2 separate regions of the Sus scrofa genome follow, and region 1 is linked to region 2. The links are chromatin contacts, called in public promoter capture Hi-C maps. All regions are on one chromosome and are shown on one strand. Each heading gives the region's core, a stretch centred on a gene start, on an enhancer-like site or on the middle of the called end of the contact. The rest is flanking DNA. Distances are from core to core; before and after follow the strand shown.

The links. Promoter capture Hi-C pulls out the DNA fragments that hold promoters and counts their contacts.
Region 1: a contact with region 2 is called in a promoter capture Hi-C map of fetal liver, with 2.5 times the contacts expected there. The contact joins the promoter of ARNT here to the promoter of VPS72 in region 2. A contact is called at or near these places in 1 of 5 promoter capture datasets (fetal liver) and 1 of 2 datasets of contacts at active chromatin or transcription factors (alveolar macrophages).

The regions. Positions count from the first base shown.
Region 1 is chr4:98,328,655-98,335,075 of Sscrofa11.1, forward strand. It overlaps ARNT (aryl hydrocarbon receptor nuclear translocator), which reads left to right and starts at 4,805. Exons shown (of 22, transcript NM_001315687.1): 1 at 4,805-4,965. The coding sequence starts at 4,941.
Region 2 is chr4:98,057,915-98,064,554 of Sscrofa11.1, forward strand. VPS72 (vacuolar protein sorting-associated protein 72 homolog) reads left to right here and starts at 4,347. Exons shown (of 6, transcript XM_001929654.5): 1 at 4,347-4,575. The coding sequence starts at 4,459. It also overlaps a transcript of PIP5K1A not described here.

The sequences.
Region 1 (6,421 bases), core at 3,555-6,054, 270 kb after region 2:
AAGTAGACTCATCTTTCGTTCATTGTAGGAATAATATCCTTTGTACATCCAAAGCTACAACTCCATCAGTTTTGATCACAAGCTACCTTTTTCAGATTTCGTCATACCTCATAAAATATTTTTTTTCCTTTTTTTTCGGCTGCACTCAAGGCATGGGGAAGTTCCTGGGCCAGGGATCAAATCCATGCCATAGCAGCAACTGGAGCCACAGTAGTGACAAGAGATCCTTAACCTGATGAGCCACAGGAGAACTCCAACAATAATTTATTTTTTCTTTTTAGGGCCATACCTGCAGCATATGGAAGTTCCCAGACTAGTGGTCAAATCAGAGTGGTAGCTGCTGGCCTATACCACAGCCACAGCAATGCCAGATCTGAGCCACAACTGTGACCTATACTGCAGCTCACCACAATGCTAAGCAGGTCCAGGGATCGAACCCTCATCCTCATGGATACTAGTTGTGTTCTTTACTCCTGAATCACAACAGAAACTCCCCCGAAGTAATTTTTTTTAATGAAAAATTTTCTAAATGAAAATTTCTTCTGCGGTAATTTGAATTTTTAATAATAAACCAAACAGTACGTTTCTGCGCATTTCCCCCTGCATATACACTGTGAAATTATTCATATTGTGTACATCAGTTGTGTCCACTCATATTTCAAAAACTTTTTTTTTTTTTTTTGTCTTTTTGCCATTTCCTGGGCGGCTCTCATGGCATATGGAGGTTCCCAGGCTAGGGGTCCAATTGGAGCCATAGCCGCCAGCCTACACCAGAGCCACAGCTTCACAGGATCCAAGCCGCGTCTGTGACTTACACCACAGCTCACAACAACCCTGGATCCTTAACCCACTGAGCAAGGCCAGCGATCGAACCCGAAACCTCGTGGTTCCTAGTTGGATTCGTTAACCACTGAGCCACGAAGGGAACTCTGACAAACAACTTTTTTAGCAAGTGTTGGGCTGATATAGCCCTTTCATGTTGTATAGCATGATTTCATATGATATTTGATTAGGGATTTTTGCTAATAGTTCATTATACTTTTTCCAAGGAAAACATTTGCTATTAACTTTGTAGCAAGTATTTCTGAAAAAAAGTGACTTTTACTTTTTTTTTTTAATGAGGGCTGGAGTTCTGGTGCAGTAGGTTAAGAATCCCACTTCAGCTGCAGCAGCATCCCTGGCCCTAAGCAGTGGGTTAAAGGATCTGGTGTTGCTGCAGCTGTGGCTCAGATTCAGTCCCTGTCCCAGGAACTTCCATATAGTGCGGGTGCTGTCATAAAAAAAATTAAAAATTAAAAAAATGAAGCCCATAACTTGCTATTTTTCATCCACAAATTCATCTGTTTCATTCTGGAAAACACTACTTTGCATTTGTTCTGGAAAAGTGTATTTCTTGGCAGTGAGGTTATTGTATTTGGGCCAAAATTGACTTGAAAGTTTTGATGTCTTTCTAAGTCACTGGCAAAATTTCCCAACAATCAAGGTGTAGTGGGCAATGGAGAAATGGATGGTAGCCCAATAAAACCTATGTTTTTGATATTCATGGTCATACTTACTATTTACTTAAAATTTTGTTGTTTTTGTTGCTTGGATGAACTTACCACATTTAAAGGCACATAATAATATATTCTATATCGGCACTGCAGTCTTTTTAAGAGCTAGCTATCTTTAAGATGTAATTTTATTTTTTCTTTTTTAGGGCCACATCTGTGCCATATGAAAGTTCCCAGGGTAGTGGTCAAATCAGAACTGCAGCTGCTGGCCTACACCACAGCCACAGCCGTACAGGATCCTTAACCCACAGAGTGAGGCCAAGGATCAAACCTGCATCCTCGTGGATATCAGTAAGGTTCATAACCTGCTGAGCCACAATGGGAACTCCTACAATATAATTTTTTTTTTTTTCTTTTTAGGGCGGCATGTGGAAATTCCCAGGCTGGGGTTGAATTGGAGCTGCAGCTGCTGGCCTACGCCACAGGCACAACAACAGCAACGGCAACGTGGGATCCGGGCTGCATCTTCGACCTACATCACGGCTCATGGCAATGCCAGATCCTTAATCCACTGAGCGAGACCAGGGATCGAACTCATGTACTCATGGATGCTAGTCGGGTTCATTAACCACTGAGCTGGGACAGGAACTCCCTACAACATAATTTTGAACTGAAGTAGTTTTTACTTTTTTCACCATTACTTTTTGTTTGTTTTTGTTTTATTTTTTTATCGTGACATACGTTTAGATTCACAGAATTACAAAGATAGTACAAGGAGTTCCTGTATACCCTCACTCAGTTTCCCCTAATGCTAATATCCTGCATTATAACGTTACATTTACAAAACTAAGAAATTAACATTGGTACAACTCTATTTAACTAAACTATATACTTTCCTTTGGATTTCATCAAATTTTCCATTAATGTCCTTTTTGTTTTTTTTGATCCAACCCAGGATCTTGTAAGTAGTCCTCATGTCCTCCAAACTATGACAGTTTTTCTCTTTGTTCATTTTCTTTTCATGATCTTGGCAATTTTAAAGAATACAGATCAGGTATTTTTGCAGACCATACCTCAGTTTGGGTTTGTCTGATGTCCTCCCATGTTTAGGCTGAGGCTATAGATTTGGTGGAAGAACACAACAGAAGTGAGGTGCCCTTCTCATCGCATCATGTCAGGGGTATGTGAAACAAAATACTGACTGCCATATCAGTAAGCAAAGGATTTCACAGTCATTAGCAATTGCAGCCACCTCCAAGGATGAGCCAGTGAACTCTGAGGAAAATTAGGATGTGAAACTGGCCCTATATCAAAGGAATGATTTCAGTGAGCCCAGACCTTTGTATCTTCCCATACACAGAAAAGCTCTAAATTCCTTAATTTCAGATATCTAGTTTTCTGTTATTAACAGTAATCTTTTGTTTATACTAGGTAGGTAGATAGTTCCTACTACTTGCTCTTTGTTGCAAAACTCCTCTATGTCCTAGCTCCTCCCAGCCTCCTCAGAGCAATTTTCTCAGGGTTACTTGAGATGCTGCCTCCAGGGCTTTGGAGTTCTGTCCACCGAATAAAATATAACAATCAACTTTTAGGATGTGCAGATATTTATTTAGTCCTCAATACATAGTTTTAATATAACTTACTATTGGCGAAGTTAACCTTGATTATTTGGGAAAGATGGTATCTGTCAGTTTTCTTCACTGTAACATTACTATTTTCCCCTTTCCATATCCTATTCCTTAAAAGCAAACTCCTAAGCCAAATTCACAATCAAAGGAGGAAAATTAGGGAGTTCCTATTGTGGCTCAGTGGTTAAGGAACCCAACTGGTATTCATGAGGATGTGGGTTCAATCCCTTGCCTTGCTTGTTGGGTTAAAGATCCATCGTTGCTGTGAGCTGTGGTATAGGCTGCAGACACGCCTTGGATCCTGCATTGCTGTGGCTGTGATGTAGGCCGGCAGCTGCAGCTCTTGATTCAACCCCTAGCCTGGGAACTTACATATGCCAAGGGTGTGGCCCCAAAAAGACAAAAAAAAAAAAAAAAAAAGGAGGAGAATTAAGCTCTATCTCCTTGTAAATTTTCACTGCTACTGGTTACACTTCAAGGTACTTTTTTCATCAATGCATTTCTTTTGAGTGAGTGATTTTTCTCTTTTTGGTGAACTGGAAATACAACACAACAAACTGATAGCAAAGAAAATTTTAATTTTAACAAATGTAACAATAATATTCAAAATATGTTAAAATACCTTGGCTGAGTTAAACTATACTGTTAACTGAGAAAAGTGGATCTATGTAATCTTTGTAGGATACATACAAGAATTCAAAGATGCTCAAGAGTGTAATGGGATTTCTGTTAAAATTAGAATTAAATTTCTAATAGACAATTTGTGAAAGATATGTGAAACGGCAGTATGTTGCAGTGCTACACAAAGGGGATGAAGGGAAAATATTCCCAGAGTCAGACTTCTTCAGTTTGCCTCCACCGCTACTTACCAGCTGGGTGTCCATAGTTTAACCTCTTTGCTTCTGTTTCCTTATCTGCAAAACGGAAAAAATAACAGAATCTACCTCACAATGTTGTTATGAGGATTAAATGAAATACTATAAAACGGTTTGGACAGTGTCTGGCCCGAAGTGCTCAATGCTTCCTATTTTTTGAAAATAAATTTGTGCAATATTCATCTTATCAGTTCTCTGCTAAAAACCCGTCACCATGTCCCTTTCATTGATCAGAGGAAGTTATCCCACTCTTAATCAAAATATTTTCTTTATACATTGCCTCTTGTTTTGGCTGCCGATATCTCCCCTACCACACCACAAGCGCCCAGATACTCGAACACCACCAGTTCCATAAAAAGCATTCAAAACTCACTTATCTAACTTTTTTCAGCAGGTACAAAGGTCCTTGAAATAGGAAAAAACTAGGAAGGATTGCAAATCACTAAGTGAAGTTTAAACATATGAGCACCTGAAGAAGATCTACAAAAAAAATTGTCTGCAGAGTGGCCAGCCAGGCGAATCCACCACCCAGCGAAGCTTTTTAGTAAAATTGTTTTTCACTGACGTCACTGGATCTCTGACCTCTAACGCACTAGAGGCGGGATTAAAGAGACAGCTGGACTTCTTCCTTGCCCTCTCTCCTCCTCCGGACCCGCTGGCGGCTCAGTGGCCAGCCCGCCTCCGGTCGATTTGGCATTTCCATTGGCCAGTTTTCCAGAGGAGGCGGGCCTTGGGGGTGACCACGCCTCCTGGGCGGGGTCTCTCCGCCGTAGGGGTTGGGGACGGTGGGGGTTGCTGCAGCCGCCATCTTGGATTCCGCGGTAGCGGTGGCGGCATTACGGCGCCGCGTCTGGGGAGTGGCTCTCCCCTCCCCCTCCCCCCGGTTCGGTGGCGGCGGCTCCTCCCACTGGGGGGGTGGTACAGCGGCGGTGGCATCTGCGGCCATGGCGGCGACTACTGCTAACCCCGGTGAGGAGACGGAGGACTGGTGTGCCTCTAAAGAAGGAGGGGCTGAAGGGGTTGGCAGCTGGGGAGACCCAGGGCTGAGGGGCCGTAGTTGGGGTGAGAGCGCTGGGACGCGCGTAGGCGGTTAGGGGACAGTGGGGGAAGGGAGTGACCTGGGGGAGGGGCCCGACCCTGGGGCACTGGGGAGACCCGAAGTGGAGGGAGGGAGCAGGCGGGTGAGAGTTGGGGAATCCTTGCCCCGAGTTCTGTTGGAGCGGCTCTTGGCGCGGGGCTGGCCCGCCTCCACTCTTGTGGCGGCGTTCTGCTGTGTGGTGTGGTCCTCTTTCAACCCTCTGCCCACTGTGGACCTGCTTGATGCCGAGTAACTGTGGGCAGAGTGGCTCTTTTTACTTTAAAAGTGGTTTGGACTCTTAAGCACTGGACCACGTTGTTGTTTAGCTGAGGTGTGCTTCCAAACGTTTAGGTTATAAAGCCTTGAATTATACTCAATTTCTCTTGAAAAATAAAAAAGCTGTGCCCCTACCCCTCGCCCCGGGGGCTGTCCTTTGAAACTTACATTTGTGTATTAAAGATGCCTCTAGTGTCTGAAGGCGGAGGTTTGTGTAATGCTTGAGTTTCAGGATGAATCTTGCCAACAGCAAGCATCCAGGACCCAAGTTTAATTTGTTAGATGTGGGTCGAAGCAGTTCCCATTCTTTAAGAAAAGTTCAATTTATGCTATATCTCAATGAATATCTCTTCTAAAAGGAGAGCTTGAACATTTCGAAAAAATCTAGTCAGTCATGTCTAAGAGATGGAGTGGCGTGTAGTGCAGCATGTCTAGACAGATCAGGTCTTCACATTCCTAGTCCCAGTCCTCTTTCCACTATGTTACAGTTATTTCTCCCTGGGAAGTATTTCATTTTAGGGATCCCAGTTTACCTTGCTGACCTTGGCCATTTTCCAGAAATCCCTGTCTTTAATAGCCTTAAAAAAGAAGCCAGAGGTGGGGATGAATAATTTGGAAGTACCTTAGTGGGAGGGATTCACTGCCATTCCCTTGTTGAAATTTAAATTTTTTTCCGTGTCTCTGAAAGGGAGTATTATTTTGCAATACCAGGTTTTGCTATTACAGTTGAATCACTGTGAAATTTACTGTCTTTCCTACCATGTTTCTGGGAACAGAAGCTATTTAAAAGGAAGTTAACATTTGTCCACATGGTCAATATCATATTTTTAAATCTTGTTAATTTTTTAGAGGAAAAGGAGATAAAATTAATGGCTAAAATTCCATTGCAGAAAGTGCTGAGTGATGGAATAAAATTGAAAAGATGCGATGATTATGGCAAACCTGACCTTGGAGTAAAATAACCTGTTAACTAGGGAGTAAATAAACAAGATTTTAAACTGATAACACATTGCAAAATACTTACATAACCCTAGTCAAGTCGCAAAGCATTTCTCCTGTTAAGAGGTGGCC
Region 2 (6,640 bases), core at 3,097-5,596:
AGCTCCGATTCGACCCCTAGCCTGGGAACCTCCATATGCCCCAGGCGTGGCCCTAAAAAGACAAAAAAAAAAAGGAAACTAGGACCAAAAGCCCAGAAAATAACCCATGCATTTACCTCTGCCTTCTCCCTCCCTCGATCAAGATCTTGGAGTTCCCATTGTAGCAGAGCGGAAACAAATTCGACCAGTGTCCATGAGGATATAGGTTCCATCCCTGGCCTCAAGGTGAAGTGAGCTGCAGTATAGGATCTGGAGTTGCTGTGGCTGTGGTATAGGCTGGCAGCCTTAGCTCAGATTTGACCCCTAGCCTGGGAAGTCCCATACGCCGCAAGTACGGCACTAAAAAGCAAAAGAAAAAGGATTGTTTTTTAAATAATTTTTAAATAAATATATTTTTAAACAATTCTAAAATAATTGTTTCCCTACTGCCACCTGCTGGGTTATCTGTCTTCATTTGGGTGCTGAAGGTAGACAAACTTCAAATGGTTGAATTGCCATTTGTAACTCCATGATAATGGAATGTATAGCATTGAAGTATTTTGTTTCTGAATTTAAAGCTGGAAATAGACCAGTAAAACCCTTATTCGCCAAAGCAATAGGAGTTCCCATCATGGCTCAGCAGTTATTGAACCCGACTAGCATCCATGAGGACTCGGTTTGATCCCTGGCCTCGATGAGTGGGTTAAGGATACGGCATTGCTGTGAGCTGTGGTGTAGCTCGAAGATGCGGCTCGGATCCCATGTTGCTGTGGCTTTGGCATAGGCTGGTGGCTACAGCTTCAATTAGACCCCTAGCCTGGGAACCTCCATATGCCACGGGAGAGACCCTAGAAAAGGCAAAAAGACAAAAAAAAAAAAAAAAAAAAAATTGGGCCCCTAGCCTGGGAACTTCCATATGCCCCAGGTGTGGCCCTAAAAAGATGGGGGAAAAAAAAAAAAGCAATAGGTCAACAGAGGGATCTTCTCCCAAGAATCTGATCTATGAATTTGATTTCAGCGCGCTTGGAAGAAGAGCCCCCTGTTCTGTAGCTTCTTAGAGGGTCTTTGTTTCTCCTTTATGTACCAAAATATATCTACTATTACTCCTACCACCTTGTATTATGTCAGTTGGTTTACTTGTTTGTCTCTCTCATAGACTATGAATGTTTTATGACAAAGATTATATCTTATCCTTTTTTTTTTTTCTTTTTGGCCACTCCTGGGGCATGAGGAAGTTCCCGGGCTAGGGATCAAACCGTGCCATAGCAGCAACCCAAGCCGCTGCAGTGACAATGCCTCCCGCAGAGGCAAAATAAGAGGATGAGTACCTTAACCCTCTATGCCACAAGAGAGCCCTACATCTTTTCTATTTTTATATCTCAGGCAACTAGAATGGTGCCTGACACAAAGCAGGTGCCCAATACCTAAATTCTCCTGAATTTATGAATGGATGAAGGCAAAATTTTAAAAATGGGGCTAGGTGTGTTTCCCATATTTTCACCCTAAACCTTGTCTCTGCCCCCACTTCCACTCAATCCCTGGGGAGGCCTCTGAGTCATAAAGCCACTCTTCCCCAGTAACATTCCTGGCATAGCAGAACTGGGGTGACGTGGCAGGGTGTGGAAGCCTGGACAGAGGAGGACACATTGGCTTGGTGCCCGCAAGGAAATGGAAAAGGGAGTTCACCAATATATAATTTGGAAAAAGGAGGGGACAACCTGGTGATCTCCAAATGGAGCCACTCATACATAGTTGAAGGAAACAGTGTACATACAGCCACACACAGCCTTATTAAAATGAACTTCATGTCTTAGGACAGTTCTTAAGGTCAAAGTGGAGTGGAGAGGCTAGGTCAACATCGGCAAAATAAGAGGATAAGTTCCTTATTAACTCAATTAGTCATTCATTCATTCATTCATTCATTGAGTTAGTATTATTTAGCCTCAATTACATCCTAAGCAGTGTGGGAATTCTGGCGCACACAGAAGAAGATGTAGTCCCTACACTCAAAAAGATCACAGACAAATAAGGAAGTCAGATACATAAATCATTAGAGCAAACATAATATTTGCCATCATAAAGTATGCACAAGTGCTATGGTTTTTGTGGGTTTTTTTGGTGTTTTTAGGCCACACCCATGGCATATGGAGGTTCTCAGGCTAGGGGTCAAATCAGAGCTGTAGCTGCCGGCCACAGCCACAGCCACAGCCACAGCAACTCAGGATCCCAGCCATGCCTTCGACCTACACACAGCTCAGAGCAACGCCAGATCCTTAACCCACTGAGTAAGGCCAGGGATGGACCCCTCATTCTCAGGGGTACTAGTTGGGTTCATTAACCACTGAGCCATGATAGGAACTGCCACAAGTGCTATTTTTTGACAACCATACTTTCAGAATTAAAAATGGGAAGAAGAGTTCCCTCTGTGGCACAGTGGGTTAAGAATGTCTGCAGCAGCTCAGGTCACTGTGGGGGTTTGGGTTCGATTCCTGGCCTAGTGAAGTGGGTTAAAGGATTGGGCGTTGCCACAGTTGTGTCCTGGGATTCAGTCCCTGGCCTGGGAACTTCCATATACCCGGAGTGTGACCATAAGCAAACAAACAAACTAACTGGAAGAGAAGTTGAAACATTCTTGACAGACTATTTGAGACTGGAACTATTACAAGAATCTAGGAGGCATGATCTCCATGGTTATAGAAACTGCACCGGGAAGACAGAAACAGATGTGAGATGACTTCACTGTCCTACAGAACTGGAATTTTGCCAGGTAGGTAAGAAAAAGAAGAAATTTTAAGAAGGAAAAATACGGAGACATGATAAAGAATTGGTGTCAGGGAAACGATGCTAGAATAGGATGATGTGGAATAATGTGAGGCTGTTAAAGGCAGGGAGAAGCTAAATGACTGATGAAGGATCTTGAAAGCTATGTTAATAGTAGTTATCCCCTACCAAACAAACATCTATGTGCTTATTACTGTGCTAAGTGGTTTACAAGGATTAGATATTTAAATCTTCTCAACCACCTAAAAGTGTAGGTATTCTTATTAGTGTCACTTTACAGATGAGAAGATTAAAATTCAGGGAGGCAAAACAACTTGTCCAAAGTCACACAGCTAGAAGACCTTAAACTCAAACTCAAACTCAGGTCTGGCTGGCTCTACAACTCAGCTCTCAGCCATGCTACTATTCCGCCACAAGAATTTTGGACTTTCAGGCAGAGAAGGACAAACATCAGGAGTTCCCGTCTTGGCTCAGCGGTTAACGAACCCGGCTAGAATCCATGAGGACTCGGGTTCAATCGCTGGCCTCACTCAGTGGGTTAAGCTGTGGTGTAGGTCACAGATGCAGCTCAGATCCTGCATTGCTGTGGCTGTGGTGTAGGGCAGCAGCTGTAGCTGATTCAACCCCCAGCCTGGGAACCTCGATATGCAGCGGGTGCAGCCCTAAAAAGAAAGAAAGAAAGAAAAGAAAATAATAAAATAAAATAGATAATCAGAAGTTGCTTTGTGTAGGTCGAAGCTCTGGCTTGGATTTGATCCCTAGTCCTGGAACTTCTGCATGTCATGCGGGTTGCCGAAAAAGGGGGAATTTTTTTTTTTTTTTTTTAATTTTACTTAAGGAGTTCCCATTGTGGCTCAGTGGTTAACGAGTCTGACTGGGAACCATGAAGTTGCGAGTTTGATCCCTGGCCTTGTTCAGTGGGTTAAGGATCCGGCGTTACCCTGAGCTGTGGTGTAGGTTGCAGAAGCGGCTGGGATCCGCGTTGCTGCGGCTCTGGCGTAGGCCTGCAGCTACGGCTCCGATTCGACCCCTAGCCTGGGAACCTCCATATGCCACGGGAGTGGCCCAAGAAACCGCAAAAAGACAAAAAAAAAAAAAAAAACAACTTACTTAAAAAGACGAATGGGTATATGTATAACTGAATCACTTTTCTGTACACCTGAAATTAACACAACATTGAAAATCAACTATAATCCAATATAAACTAAAAACTAAATTTAAAAAACATTTGGACTTTACCCTGTAAGTCGACAAGGAAGGAGCCATTAAAGATTTTTGAGCAAAAGTGTGACAAAATCTGGGTTTTTAGAAAGGTTCCTACTGGCAGCAGAGTGGAAAACGAACTGGAGCAGAGGGAGACTGACCTCTTCTAAATGAAAATTTCTTGGCTCCCGATTTCTGCACTCAGTGTAGCGGGGTTTCTGGGGGTCACCAAATCGAAGTATTTCACAGCCCAGATGGGCGCCGGAACTGGGGCGGGGAGCTTGGGGTAGTCTCTGCGCAGGCGTGGGCGGGGCTGAAGCCGTGAGAAGATTTCGGGGGCGGGACTAGGAATCTCTCGACGCTCTGCTACTTCTGCCTGTAGATGACCGGCTTCCGCCGTCGCATGCCGCCCGCAGGTAGTGGTGTCGAGAGCCGATCCTTGAGGACCGCGCTGTGTGAGGGGTTGCTGGTGGTGGCGCAGTCTGAGTAGGCACTATGAGTTTGGCTGGGGGCCGGGCCCCCCGGAAGACCGCAGGGAACCGGCTTTCTGGTCTCCTGGAGGCAGAGGAGGAAGATGAGTTCTACCAGACGACTTATGGGGGTTTCACTGAGGCAAGAGCCGGGCCCAGGAAGAGGGAGGGAAGGAAGCTGAAAGGAGTCCTGAAGGGAGAAACCTCGGACAAAGAAGGGGGTGGGGGAAGAGAGGATCCTTGGTAGCTGATACTCGAGATGGGGTGGGCGAGACTGGAGGATAAACTGGAGTCCTGGAAGGGAGAGTCCTGGATGGCTGAAACCTGCTGTGTACTTCCCCAGCTGCATCTCTCATTGCACTTCTGACGTCTAGCATACAGCACATCGTAGTCACGCGGTGTATGCTCGTTGGCCCACTGCCTGGTTATTCATCTCAAGTATAGAAAAGAAATCTCTCTCAAGAAAAAATAGAGGCACTTAGCATACTCCTTTTTCAGCTTTCAGATCTCGGTGTAAATGTCTCTTGGGTAAATAGCCTTTCCTTGATTGTGCTAAGAAGTTTCTCCCTATATATCTTTCGTAGAACCTATTTCGATTTGTAATAGCTTTTGCTGGCTTGTTTATACTTTTCTATCAGATTGTAAGCGCTTTAAGGTTAGAGATAATCTGTTTTGTTTAACAGTACACATGTCCAATGCCTGGTCCAGTGTCCTCATTGGGTTGGCACTTGTTAAATTTTATATTGATTGAATCTAACCGTTCATCAAATATATTAAACGCATAGAGCAAGCCAAGAACTGTGATAGGCTTTAGGGAAACAGAGTATTAAAAACACCACTTTGGGGAGTTCCTCTGTGGCTCAGCCAGTTAAGGGCATGGTGTCACTGCTGCCGCTTGGGTCACCTCCTTTGGCACCAGTTCAGTCCCTGGTGGGGAAGTTGCACATGGCTCCAGCGCAGCCAAAAAGAAAACAAACCAAAAAACAGACCCCACCATTTTGTTCTGACATATTCCAGATTCCAGTGGGGGAACTAGCTGAATTAAGTCAGTTTAAATTCCACATGGAGCCAAAGTTGTTTGGGATAGGCATCAGGATAAGCTGAGGACCATATGAAAAGTGGCCTTGGCTGGCTGAATAGTGGTAGGAGTAGGAGCAGGGGAAGGAGGAGGGTTGGTCCAGCGAGGGGGTGGGGCAGAGATGTATAAAAACGCTGAGATCCTTGTCAGGGACCTGCATATCTACTGTCATTATCCAGACCATGAAGGAGAATAAAGGTTGGTCAGGCTGGAGGGAGTAGGCGTGGGCCAGATCATGGAGGGCTTGTGAGCCATGTTAAGGAGTTTTGCTCTTCATCCAGAGGACTGAGAATATTTGTCATAGTTTTATGATCAGATTTGTACTTTATAAAGATCACTCTGTATTGTGGATTTGAAGAAGGCAGCGGGAGTAGAGAAACATGATCAGGAGGGTTCAGGAGAAATTAAGGAGAAATAGAATCCACAGGACTTGGTGACTGATTAGGAATCATCACAACAACCCCCTAAGCAAGTAGTTTAAAATAGAACTTTCCCATCCCTCCTCCAAAGGCCATTTTCCTATTCCTGTCATTTTACGAGTTGTTATTTAATATGTACCCTTCCTTCTTCCAAAAAGGATTTAAGGAGGCTTACGATATAAACAAAAAGTAGGAACAGTAAAAATAGAGACAGATCAGAAGTAATTGTACCAAGAGCCTCAGCTAAAATGGTAGTAGCAATTGATTTTAAATTTAGCTGTGAGCTTCCTGGCAGCCAAACCCTGAATTTCTTTTTTCAGTAGGAAAGAAGCATACAAGTTCTTTAAGAGAGACAAACTTATTCAACATTAAATCCTAGGGAGAATTGCGTCCTTATATATAAAGTAACAGGGGTTTGGTAGATGATGTAAAAACAGTCTCTTGATTAGTCATGTCTATTAATGACCCTTGATAAAAGCCAAAGGAATGGTAGTAAGTCCATAACTTAGTGAAAGCATTTCAATTGGGCATTAAGCTAATGTGTAGTTGAACTGCTACCTCTGGTGATATGACTTAGTAGGGTCAGAGCTAAGGGGATTAACATGTTCCCAGGCTGTCTTTCACAAACATCAGTTGGGAGGAAATGATGGTCATCAGTGCAAGACTGAAGCTGACAGGCTTGGAGTGTCAACTGTCTGTTATTTGCTTGT